2 separate regions of the Sus scrofa genome follow, and region 1 is linked to region 2. A link is a contact called in public Hi-C data. All regions are on one chromosome and are shown on one strand. The core of a region is the stretch at or near the end of the contact, and the rest is flanking DNA. Distances in the headings are between cores, read along the strand shown.

Evidence for each region. A called contact is a pair of places that touch in the nucleus more often than the background predicts.
Region 1: a Hi-C map of subcutaneous adipose tissue shows a contact between it and region 2, with 1.9 times the contacts expected there. The contact joins the promoter of SRSF4 here to the promoter of TAF12 in region 2. A contact is called at or near these places in 2 of 5 promoter capture datasets (fetal liver and liver), 4 of 47 Hi-C or Micro-C datasets (embryonic fibroblasts, heart right ventricle, retroperitoneal adipose tissue and 1 more) and 1 of 2 datasets of contacts at active chromatin or transcription factors (alveolar macrophages).

The regions. Positions count from the first base shown.
Region 1 is chr6:86,089,054-86,094,227 of Sscrofa11.1, forward strand. SRSF4 (serine and arginine rich splicing factor 4) reads right to left here and starts at 3,550. Exons shown (of 6, transcript NM_001077216.1): 1 at 3,444-3,550. The coding sequence starts at 3,550.
Region 2 is chr6:85,639,777-85,645,459 of Sscrofa11.1, forward strand. It overlaps TAF12 (transcription initiation factor TFIID subunit 12), which reads right to left and starts at 3,311. Exons shown (of 6, transcript XM_021095678.1): 1 at 3,182-3,311. LOC110261125 (a long non-coding RNA gene) reads left to right here and starts at 3,356. Exons shown (of 2, transcript XR_002344955.1): 1 at 3,356-3,610.

The DNA.
Region 1 (5,174 bases), core at 2,300-4,799, 450 kb after region 2:
AATAAACTTAGGACATGATACGTTTCACTCATTAACTAAAACATGGAAAAATTAAAATATGAAGATCTATGACCAAAACCACAATATTCTGTTGCCACAATTCTCTGGTGGCAAGAGAAAGCATTGCATTAAAAAACCATGCACACGTCAGAGGAAAAAAGTGATTTACTTAATAAAAAGGAAAGCTCATGGAGTTCACAAAAAAACAAAGACAGCAAAAGTTATTATAGAGTTGGAGGGCTATTAAGTCTTTGCTTCCTTGACCCCTGCGGCCCCATGCCAGCTCTTGCTGGAGTGAGTTAGTGTGGTAGATAGGAATGTATGAGATCGAGATCTGAAGGGGATCTGGACTTGTCTATATTTGGTCTTGGGAGATTTACATCATGTTTGTAGTCCCAAACTGAACCATCTTTCTAGGAATTCTCTAAAAGATAAACTAGATTACGGTTTTCCGGTACAATAAAAGCAGGTAATGAACTCCTGTATACACCTCCCTTTTCCTAATCCCAAAAAAAGGCCCATAGAATGTTCTTCTGGATACTAATCTCCTTTGGAGAGTGCATTTGCTCCCTCATTGGGTCAACTTTCTATTATACCACTGATTCATGCCTATTTAATTCTGAACCTCACCCACAAGCCTTCAGCTCAACATATCTGTCTATTGATACATCTCACCTCTACAAATCTGAACTCTTCAGCAATTCTTCAAAGCCCCAACCATCCAAAATCTGCTTCTGAGTTTCAATTGCTAATAATTGCGAACCAGATATGTTAAAAATGCTCAAGGGGCCATCCTTCATAAGTTTCCAGGACTATAAGCTTATACATGCTAAATTATGCCATCCTTTCAGCCTCCTCTGCACTTCTGTCATCTCATACAGTCCACTCTTGCTTGAAATACATCTATACCATTGGTCCCTTGTTCAAAAGTCATCTTCCTCTTCAATAATGTCTGAATGCTGCTAGGAGGTGCACCTGTTTTGGTGACTGTCACACCTGCCTTCAAATCCCTAAAATGCCTTCCCATTCCTTATTCTCTTGACTTTCAATCACAGATTTCATGCATATCATGGTTTAGCAGCAGAACTGTAAAAATGAATCACTTCCCCAAGAGACCCACGTATTCAGGGTCCTGGAAGGATTGGTCCTTCCTCTTACATCACCATTTCTCAGGTTGCTCAATTACTCCCTCCAGAGCATCTGAACTCCTATCCATAATTTTGAATGTTTAGTGTAAAATCTTAAAAGTTACTTCTGATTTATGTTGTTCAGCTTCTAGGTCATTCATGAGACTCAATCCAAGCTGGACTGTTTTATTGTTTCTCAAAATTGTTCCTTATTCGACCATCACCAGTTATGACATACACTATTCCCAGACACTTCGCTTCAAGCCCCAGTCAAACTGTACTTCAAAGCCCATTTCAAACAAATCTTTTCAAACAAACTATTCTAAGTTCCACTTACTGAGTTTACACTGAGGGCAAGAATTTCTTAATTTAAAGTGTGTGTTATAAGCACTTAATTTACACAAGAGCAGAACTGTTTTTCTGCCTCCTCCCCAATTCATTTAGCACAATAGCAGGCACATTCGTTAGCAACACAGATGATCCATTAATTACTTTTCCCATTAACATCAACAATCATTTCCTAAGTAACCTTAGAAAACAGACTTCAATCATTACCTGAGGAACCTTAGAAAACAGACTTCACCAAATATGCTTCACACTATTAAACACTCAACAAGCTAAGATGTGTCTCCTTATGATCATGGTCAAATCCCTTTGATTATAGCTACCATTTACAGCAATGAGCCAAATGCTTTACAATTATTACCTCTAATCTTCCTTTTCCTTGTGGATGAGGAAACTCAGAATCAGAGAAATAACTGGCCCACAGATAGTAAGTGGTGAAGCTAAGATTTGACCCAGGCCTGCCTGATTTCAAAACCTAAGCTTTCCTTACCAAATTTAATTATCCCGACAACTTAATTGGGCTCTAAAGAAAATCTGTAAGTTTAAACTCCATTCTCGATCATTCAGATATATGATACATATCACAATAACAACCTCCGGCCCACTTTATCTAGTATAAGAACTGAAACAAGTAATTTCCGTACAAAACAAGTAATTTCCGAAGACTTCTACTCTAAAAGAAATCAGTATTCATAATAAACACTTGATGACACTTTCCTTAGCAAGAAGGTGATTCTGCCTAACAATTAATTTGAAATAACTTTTTAAACCTAGGCAACAGTTTGAGTATACTGTAGCTTCCAGTTTTTTTCAAATGTGCAACTCAGGTATTTTTCTTAACTTCTCAAATGTTAGTTGCTAGCATTACATTGGGAGTAAACTGTACCCATAACAAACTTGTTGCAAAGCAGGTCTTAAAAAAAAAAAAAAAAAAAAAGCCAGAGTTCCTCTTAACACCCAAGGTTTAGTACACTAAAATGTCCCCCTTACTCCTTTTATTTTTGTATATCCATGCCTTTGTATACCCGCTAACATTTTCTGGTTCTCACAGTTTCCCCTTGTTGATTATCTTCTCCAGGCCTGACTCCTAATCTGTTTTCCCAGAAACTTGTAGCCCCTGTGGGCCCTGCTCTACCAAAGTCAATTAGGAATACAAGCAACAGAACACACCCGGATAGGTAGCAAGTTAGCAGTTTCAAGCTGTAAGTCTCCGTTTACATCAACTAGTTAACTAGTTACCGGGGCCATTATTCTCTAACAAATTCTACAAAGACAAAGCAATTTTTTTGCCAAGTTAGAGAACGGAAACCACAGCATGGAAACTTCGTACGCAGTCTTAAAGATAGCATGCTAAGACTCTAATTTATCCTTGTAGAGGGAACGGTGAAGGCTTTCGGCACCACACACGCCGATACTTTCGAAACTGTCACTAGACTACTCAAACCAGAGTCTCCCGCTCAAAAAAGTGTAGCACAGGGCAAGTCTAAAAAGGGTGTCCCTTCAGAGCTCCCGTCCCTGGGAGAAATGCGCTGTGATCATCTGATCCATTAAACTGGGTAAGAAATGAAAAGGGAGCAGGAAATCTGTTTATTTCCAGCAGCCCTTAGAGCGGGAAAGGTCTGTCTCTACCGGAGATCGACCAGGCCCTGGGAAGGAAAAAGCCAGGCCTCCCCAGCTGTCCTGGAGCTGTGCCCTCCCGCCCGGAGTCCCAATCCCACTCGGGTTTTCCTTTTCCCCGTCCCACTCAGAGCCTCACCATCGCTCCCATTATCCCTCCACCACCCCCACCCGCGCAGGCGCAGTGGGAACCGGGGCCTACCCGCGCCCCCGAGGCGCCGCGACTATGGCGGAGCGGGAGCAGGCCGGTAGGCGCTCTGCGCGGGGTAGGCGTCCCTCTCCCGTCACCGAGGCCTCCCCGCCACCGCCAGGGTCCCATCCCCACCCAGCCAGCCCCTCCTCCGCCCTCCTCACCCGTTCTTCAGATCCACCTCTAGGATCTTCCCGTAGCCCTTAAAGAAGCGCTCCACATCGCGCTCCCGGGCCTGATAGCTCAGGCGGCCGATGTACACCCGCGGCATCCCGGCAACTGCGGCGGCGGCTTGGCCCGGCCCCAGCCCCTTAGGCGGCGGCCGGCGAAGCGAGAGCGCGGCGACGGCGGCGGCAACGGGCGGGCGGCGGGACGGACGCAGCCGAACCCGGCGACGTACGCGAGCACGCAGCTCGCGAGCACGCGCCTCCCCCGCCCGCCCGCGGAGAGTAACGGGGGGGGGAACGCGCCTTCTTCCCGCCCTGCCGGAGGTGGAGGCGGGGCCTGTCCGGAGGCGCGCCGGCGCAGGGCGGGACCAGGTGATCGACAGGCGGCGCGGGGGTACATCCTCTCGCGAGCTTGGCGCGAGGGGCCTGCGCCGCTTGGCGCAGCCCGCGGGCTTCGCCCCTCCCCCGGAAGTGTCCACGTCCCCCTCCTTCCAGCCCTGAGAGCATTGCTGCTTTTGTCCCTTGAACCCGGAGCTGTATCGACTCTAGAGCAGATTTGGAATTAAACCTGGCTTCTAATTGTCTGTGACCTTGAGCTCATTACGCGCCTTTCGGCTTCGTCTTCTCTGTAAAAGGGGGATTAGTAATTCCAGCCTTCCAGAGTTGTTCCTAGCACCTCGTAAGTGCCCAATAAATAATAGCAATATTATTTTAAAAATAGGACAGTTTGCTTCAGTGGAAGCAGTGTGCAAAGTAGAGACTAGAACTTTGGAGCTAGATTAGGCTTGTCACTGGCTAAATTATTAAATTACCAATTTAATCTATTTTCTGACTTGTAAAATTAGAATAATTTATCCCATCTCAGTGGACTACCAGGGTAACTAAGAGAGTATGTGGAAGGGCTTCAGTATCTGGGACGTGGTAGGAGCTCAGTAAATATTGGTTCCCTTCTCTCCTACCCAGTTTATCTAGAATCACAAAGGAGTTTTGTTTCTTTGCTGTTTTTATTTACTTCAGAAATTATATTTTGAAAGGTAATTCATTAACTGGTTCAAATGATATACAGTGAAAAGTCTTCCCATCTCTGTCCTCTGGCAGCCTAGTTCCCCACCCTCCACTCCCTGAGAGGCCCACACAATATAATCAATTTCGTAAATGTTCTTTGAGGTATTTTACACATGTAAAGCAACTTGTGGTGTACCACACGTATGGTTCTGCATTTAATATAATTTGAAACTCATTCTGTAAGAGTACAAAAGGAGCTTCCTCAGGATTATTTTTATGGTTTATAATATGCCATTTTATACACTGATTTGTGTAATCAGTGCCTAGGAAAGGACATTGAAATAGATTCAAACCTTTGGTTATAACTGCTTCAGTGAGTAGTTTTGTATACATATATATATGTAGGATCTATTCCTAGAGATAAGATAGTTGGATCAAAGGGTGTGGGAGGGCAGTTTTGATAGATTTGCTCGATTTTCCATAAGTATCTGTTTCTCCATCTCATCATCACATTATCAAACATCAATCTGATAGCTGAAAAATGGTGTCTCAGGATAGTTTGTAATTACCTTGAGTGAGTCTTATTTCCTATGTGTAAGAGACATTTTCCTTTTTGTGTCTGTTTATATTTTTTGCCTGTTTTTCTTATTGATTTATTATATAATTAGGAAAATGAGCTCTGTCAAATGAGTTGCGAACTTTTCCTCAGTGTGAGTTTGCCTT
Region 2 (5,683 bases), core at 2,061-4,560:
GGTTAAGAATCCGACTGCAGAGGTGTGGGTTCAATCTCTGACCCAGCACAGTGGGTTAAAGGATCTGGCATTGCTGTGGCCATTAAAAAAGAAAAAAAAAAAAAAAAAAAACCTAAAAGGTTTCACCCATCTTGCTATGTATTGGTGACATCCTATAACCATTCTTATTACTACAGACATTAAAAAAAGAACAGTGGAGTTCTCTTGTGGCACAGCCAGCTAAGGATCCAGTGTTATCGCTGCAGTGGTTTGGGGTGCTGCGATGGCTGGGGTTTGATCTCTGGCCTGGGAACCTCCACATGCAATGAGTGTGGCAAAAAAAGAAAAAAAAAAGACTCAAGTCAGCTGGGCTGAGTGCTATCCTAGTTCTACCACTGGGTTATGTGAGCTCCTTTTAACCAGAATTTCTACATAATTAGAAGGACCAGGCAAATTCTAAAGTTCCCTCCAACTCCAACAACTAGTATCTAAGATTTAAAATTAAGTCTGTATGTACTGTTTTTTTTTTTTTTTTTTTTTTTTTTTTGGGTCTTTTTGCCTTTTCTAGAGCCACTCCTGGCACATATGGAGGTTCCCAGGCTAGGAGTCTAATCGCAGCTGTAGATGCTGGCCTACGCCACAGCCACAGCAACTGGGGGTCCGAGCTGCGTCTTTGACCTATACCACAGTTCATGGCAACGGGGGATCCTTAACTCACTGAGCAAGGCCAGGGGTCAAACCCGCAACCTCATGGTTCCTAGTTGGATGTGTTAACCACTGCACCACGACAGGTATGTATTGATTTTAAAGTTTGTCTTCTGCTTCCAACACACCTGTTTCATGGTACTGGTTGTAAACACAGCCGATATATTGTTTCCAAAGTACTTAGGGACTTCCCCCAAACACCTTGAGTAAAAAGTACTATGTTCTTTGAATTCATGAACCTGTGGCAGGTTTGATCCCAGGTCCAGTACAGTGGGTTAAAGGATCTGCGTTGCTGCAATTGCAGCATAGTTCGCAACTGCAGCATGGGTTTGATCCCTGGCCTGGGAACTTAAACATGCCTTGGTGCAGCTGTGGCGGGGGGGGGGGGGGGGGGGAGGGATAACATGTTCTGGAGTTTCTTTGTGGCCTAGTGGTTAAGGATTTGGCATTGCCACTGCTGCAGTGAAAGTCTGATCCTTGGTTTGGGAATTTCTGCATGCCATGAAAGCAGCACCCGCCTCCCCGGGACCTAAAAGTAATATGTTCTATGTTCATATCCACTCTAACACAATGATTCTCTATCAGGTACATTCTTAGAAATCCTATTATAATAATTCAATCAATGCTAGAGCCACAAATGAGTGAAATAAGTAGCACATTTTCCAAAGATAGATGAGGATGCAATTTTGCTGATGGGCAAACTGAGACAAGGCGAGGAATCCACTTAGAAAAGCAGAAAAAACTTCAAACACCTGAGTTTGACTGGGTCTGGGCCACTTAGTACCATGTGATTTCAGGGAAACATTTAACGTCTCTGCACTGATTTCCTTATCTGTGCCATGGGATTAACAATATCTAACTGGTGGGGCAGTAAGCAGTAATTAAATGATTTAATACTTGAAAGTGCTTATGATGGTGTTTGGTTAGTCTGAGTAAGTTTCAGTAAAAGGTATTATTGAAGAAGGGAAGTGACTAGTCCAAGTCTCTCCACCATCCTTATCTGAAAGCGGCTATTTCCAGTAAATGCTTATGCTAAAAATACAGGATACAACTTACCTATATGAACTTTCTAAATGACTATTTTTGAGAGGGAAGGGGCTTCATTTAATGGTTTCCTAACTGGTAAGTGACATTCACTGCATCAATGTCAATACAGTAACAAGACTCAAAGTACTTAAATCTGTAAAAATTTCCCTCTTGAGTTTGAAGTTAGAGCAAAGATTCTAGAAGCATGTTTTCAAGGAGTATTAACCGAGCCTCTCCCATTTGCTATGCAGAGCAGGGTACTGTAACAAAATTTCCATCTAATCAATCATTGACTCAGTGTAACCCTAAGCCCTGTTTGGACTTTAGCCTCCTTAGAGGTAAAATATGAGTTTATAAAAGATGATCTTGGGAGTTCCCTGGTGGTCTAGTGGTTAGTACTTGGTGCTTTCACCGCTGCTGTTCCAAACCCTGGTCTGGGAACAGAGAAACAGATATCCTCCTACATAAAGCCGCTGCAAGCCCGGGGGTGTGGGGGGACGCCTGATATTTCCGGGGTCTCTCCATCTCTGTCATTCTCTTCTTTGAAATGCAGAGATCTATGCTAAATATCGGAGTTGAGTGGAATGGGATTTAAAGCACTTATAAAGTACACAACTGAGTTCAAACTGCTTTAACTTCACACCAGTGCTACTCCTGAAGGAGCAGAAAACGAAGATGCTTGGCTTCCTAGATCGTTCTGACACGATAAGCCTGCCAAAAGCCAAATAGGCAGCGTGAAGGAGTCGTCTTCCCCTGAATACATCCTTTACCATTCCCGGTTCAGAGAATATGAGGGGATGGGGGAAGGATCACTATGTCTTTTTCAAACTCTCTCCCCTTCCCTTGGAGGCTGATCTACTTACAGACACAGCCCCTTACACTCTCCGCTTTTAGGATCTCAGGTCCTCATAGTCCTGTTCCCTCAGGTACTTCGGAGTCTGCAAGCCCCGATCCGGTCCCCAAAGAAGCGCGTCTTCACTGCCCGCTCCTGTTCTTCCCAAACCCAAATGTTCTCTTACCGCTCCTGCCTCTCAGGAACCTGTCTTCGCTGCCCTGTTTCTGAATCGTTAGAAGCCTGGGTCTTCACTGTTCCGCTTCTGCCGCTTAAGAGCCCAAGTCCTAACAGCTTCGCTTTTACCTCTCAGGAGTCCGTGTCTTCACACCCCGTTCAGTTCCGACCCTCTCCTCTTAGAAGCACGGATCCTCATAATCCTATCTCTCTCAACTCGCTTTCCCTTGCGTGCGGGAGAACTCACATCCATCCCGGTTCCCTAAGTCCCGTCTGGAGCCCAGGTCCCCACAGCCGCGTCTTCTCCGATCCCCGAGCCCCTCAGTCCCGTCCCACGAGCCTGATTCCTCACACAGCCCAGTCTCCTTCACAATTTGGCTCTTCGAACACTGACCACTGTGGTCTGGGTCCTGACTCCCTCCTCCCGCTCTTATTCCTCAACTGCCAGGGCCCAAGACTCACAGGCAGCAGCGTCTATCTCCCCATGATATGCGGAGACTGCCCCAGTGAAGCGTTCGTCTCAGCAGCCGGTCCGACTGCTCGGCCCTCCCCGAGTACTTCCGGCACCGCTCCCCGCCTCCAACCCGGAAACGCGCGGCTCTTCCGGCTGGCGGGCGCGCGCCTGCTTTGCGCAGGCGCAGACTGCTCTCCGACACGTGGTCGCCGTTCTGCGCTGTAGCTCAGTTCTGGTGGTTAGGTTTTTTCGGCTTGTGGTTAATGGGCAGTGTAAGCAAACTATGCGCTTTGTATTCTGGCGGTACGAACCCTGCCCTAGCTATTTCTTTCCGACTCTGCCTGCTGTGTATATCGCTATCATGACCAGCATTGACGTCCTCGGATGGCTTAGAGGTCGCCATTTTTGGTTGGTGTCTTTGTCGTGCTATCAGGAAGGTAATAACTCGTGGGACAGCAACACTCCATAGATATCCCGTTGGACCCCAGCAGGAAAAATCTGAGGACAAGGGAGACCGATTGGGTTATGACTGTGAATAGGCAGTTAATAATAATAGTAATAATTGAGCCCTTACTATCTGCCAGAAATTTTTCTAAACCTACGGTAAATCATTTTAACGATTTAAAGGAAATCTGTGAGATTAAGCAAGTTAAGTAGCTAATAAAAGCAGAGTCTCAAATTGAACTCACAAATTCTCACTCCAAAGCCTGAACTGTACTTCAACCATTAAACTGATGCCTTTGGTTATCTCTTCCATCAAATGCATGGTGACAGTTGCTTTATTTATGCTATGCTAGATGCTAGGCATATAAACAAAACACAATTCCAGCCTCAGTCCCTTTGGAGCCCAGGTCCACACACTAAGATGGAGAACCTGCAAACATAAAGGAGAGTACAAAGTGCTGTGACAGCCCAGAGTGAACAGCAGTAACTGTCACAAGGAAAAGCTGTCTCCTACCTGAACTGATGCAGCAATTTGCTCTCCCTTGTCTTCTTTTTCTTTTTCTTTCTTTTTTTTTTTTTTTTTTTGGCCATTCCTGTGGCTTGAAGAAGTTCCCTAGGCCAGAGGTGGGACCCATGCCCCAGCTCTGACCATAGCTACAGCAGTGACAGCACCAGATCTTTAATCCCCTGAGCCATGAGGGAACTTCCCCTTCCTGTCTTTATATCTTGCCATCTTCATCCCACCAAATTCACAATCCTCCCTTACACTGTCACAGATCCATGTTCACAGATTCCAGGCCCTTTCACCATTAGGCTTCGAGTTATCGTCCTAGTCTTATTTCTCTGCCACTGATCCCTTCATTCTTTTTTTTTTTTTGACTTTTTGACTTTTTGACTTTTTGCCTTTTCCAGGGCCACTCCTGCGGCATATGGAGGTTCCCAGGCTAGGGGTCCAATTGGAGCTGTAGCTGCTGGCCTACACCACAGCCACAGCAACATGGGATCTGAGTCGTGTCTGCCACCTACACCGCAACTCACGGCAACACCGGATCCCCAACCCACTGAGCAAGGCCAGGGATCTAACCCTCAACGTCATGGCTCCTAGTCGGATTCTCCAACCACTGAGCCACTATGGGAACTCTGATCCCTTCATTCTTCTAAGGAGTCTGGCATACCATTTTTGTTTTTGCACTGCTCTTCAGTTTAAATATACATTCATGCATTCAAAAAATGAATGCTCATTTTATGCCAAGGCTTTTGCTGCACATATACTAGTAGATAAAACAGACATCCTTGTCATTAAAGAGTTTACAATCTGGAGTGGGGAAACGAACCACTAGCAAAGACACAAATGAGGAAAAAAATATCAGAATAAACCAGACGTACCTAGCTGAGTAATGTGCTAGCAAAGAACTTATTCAAGGACCAGGAGAAGATGACTGGAGCTTACTGGTGATGGGGAGAATGGCAGGCAATGAGGTTGGAAAGGCCAAGCAAGATCAGTTCAGGCAGGACATCATAGACTATGGTGGGTACATGGGATTTTATGATGCAATGGGAAGGTATTGGAGGGCTGAGCAGAGACATGAAATGCTAATACGGGTTTCGGGGGTTGGATTTGGCCTCATGGCTGCATGTGGAAGTTTGGAGACAGGGATAGAACCTGTACCACAGCTTCTCCCAAGCTGAAGCAGTGACAAGTCTGGATCCTTAACCCCCTGGGCCACCAGGAAACTCCAAATTTCACCCCCCTTTTTAGGGCTAGACCTGTGATATATAGAAGTTCCCGGCCTAGGGGTCGAATCTGAGCTGTAGCTAGCAGCCTACACCACAGCAATCCTGGATTCAAGCCAAATCCTCGACCAACACCAGATCCTTAACCCACTGAACAAGGCCAGGGATTGAACTCTTCATGGGCATTATGCCAGGTTCTTAACCCACTGAGCTACAGCAGGAACTCCTCCAATACATTTTTTACTTAAAAAAAAAATAGGGAGTTCCGGTTGTGGCACAGGGGAAACAAATCCGACTAATATCCATTAGGATGCAAGTTCAATCTCTAGCCT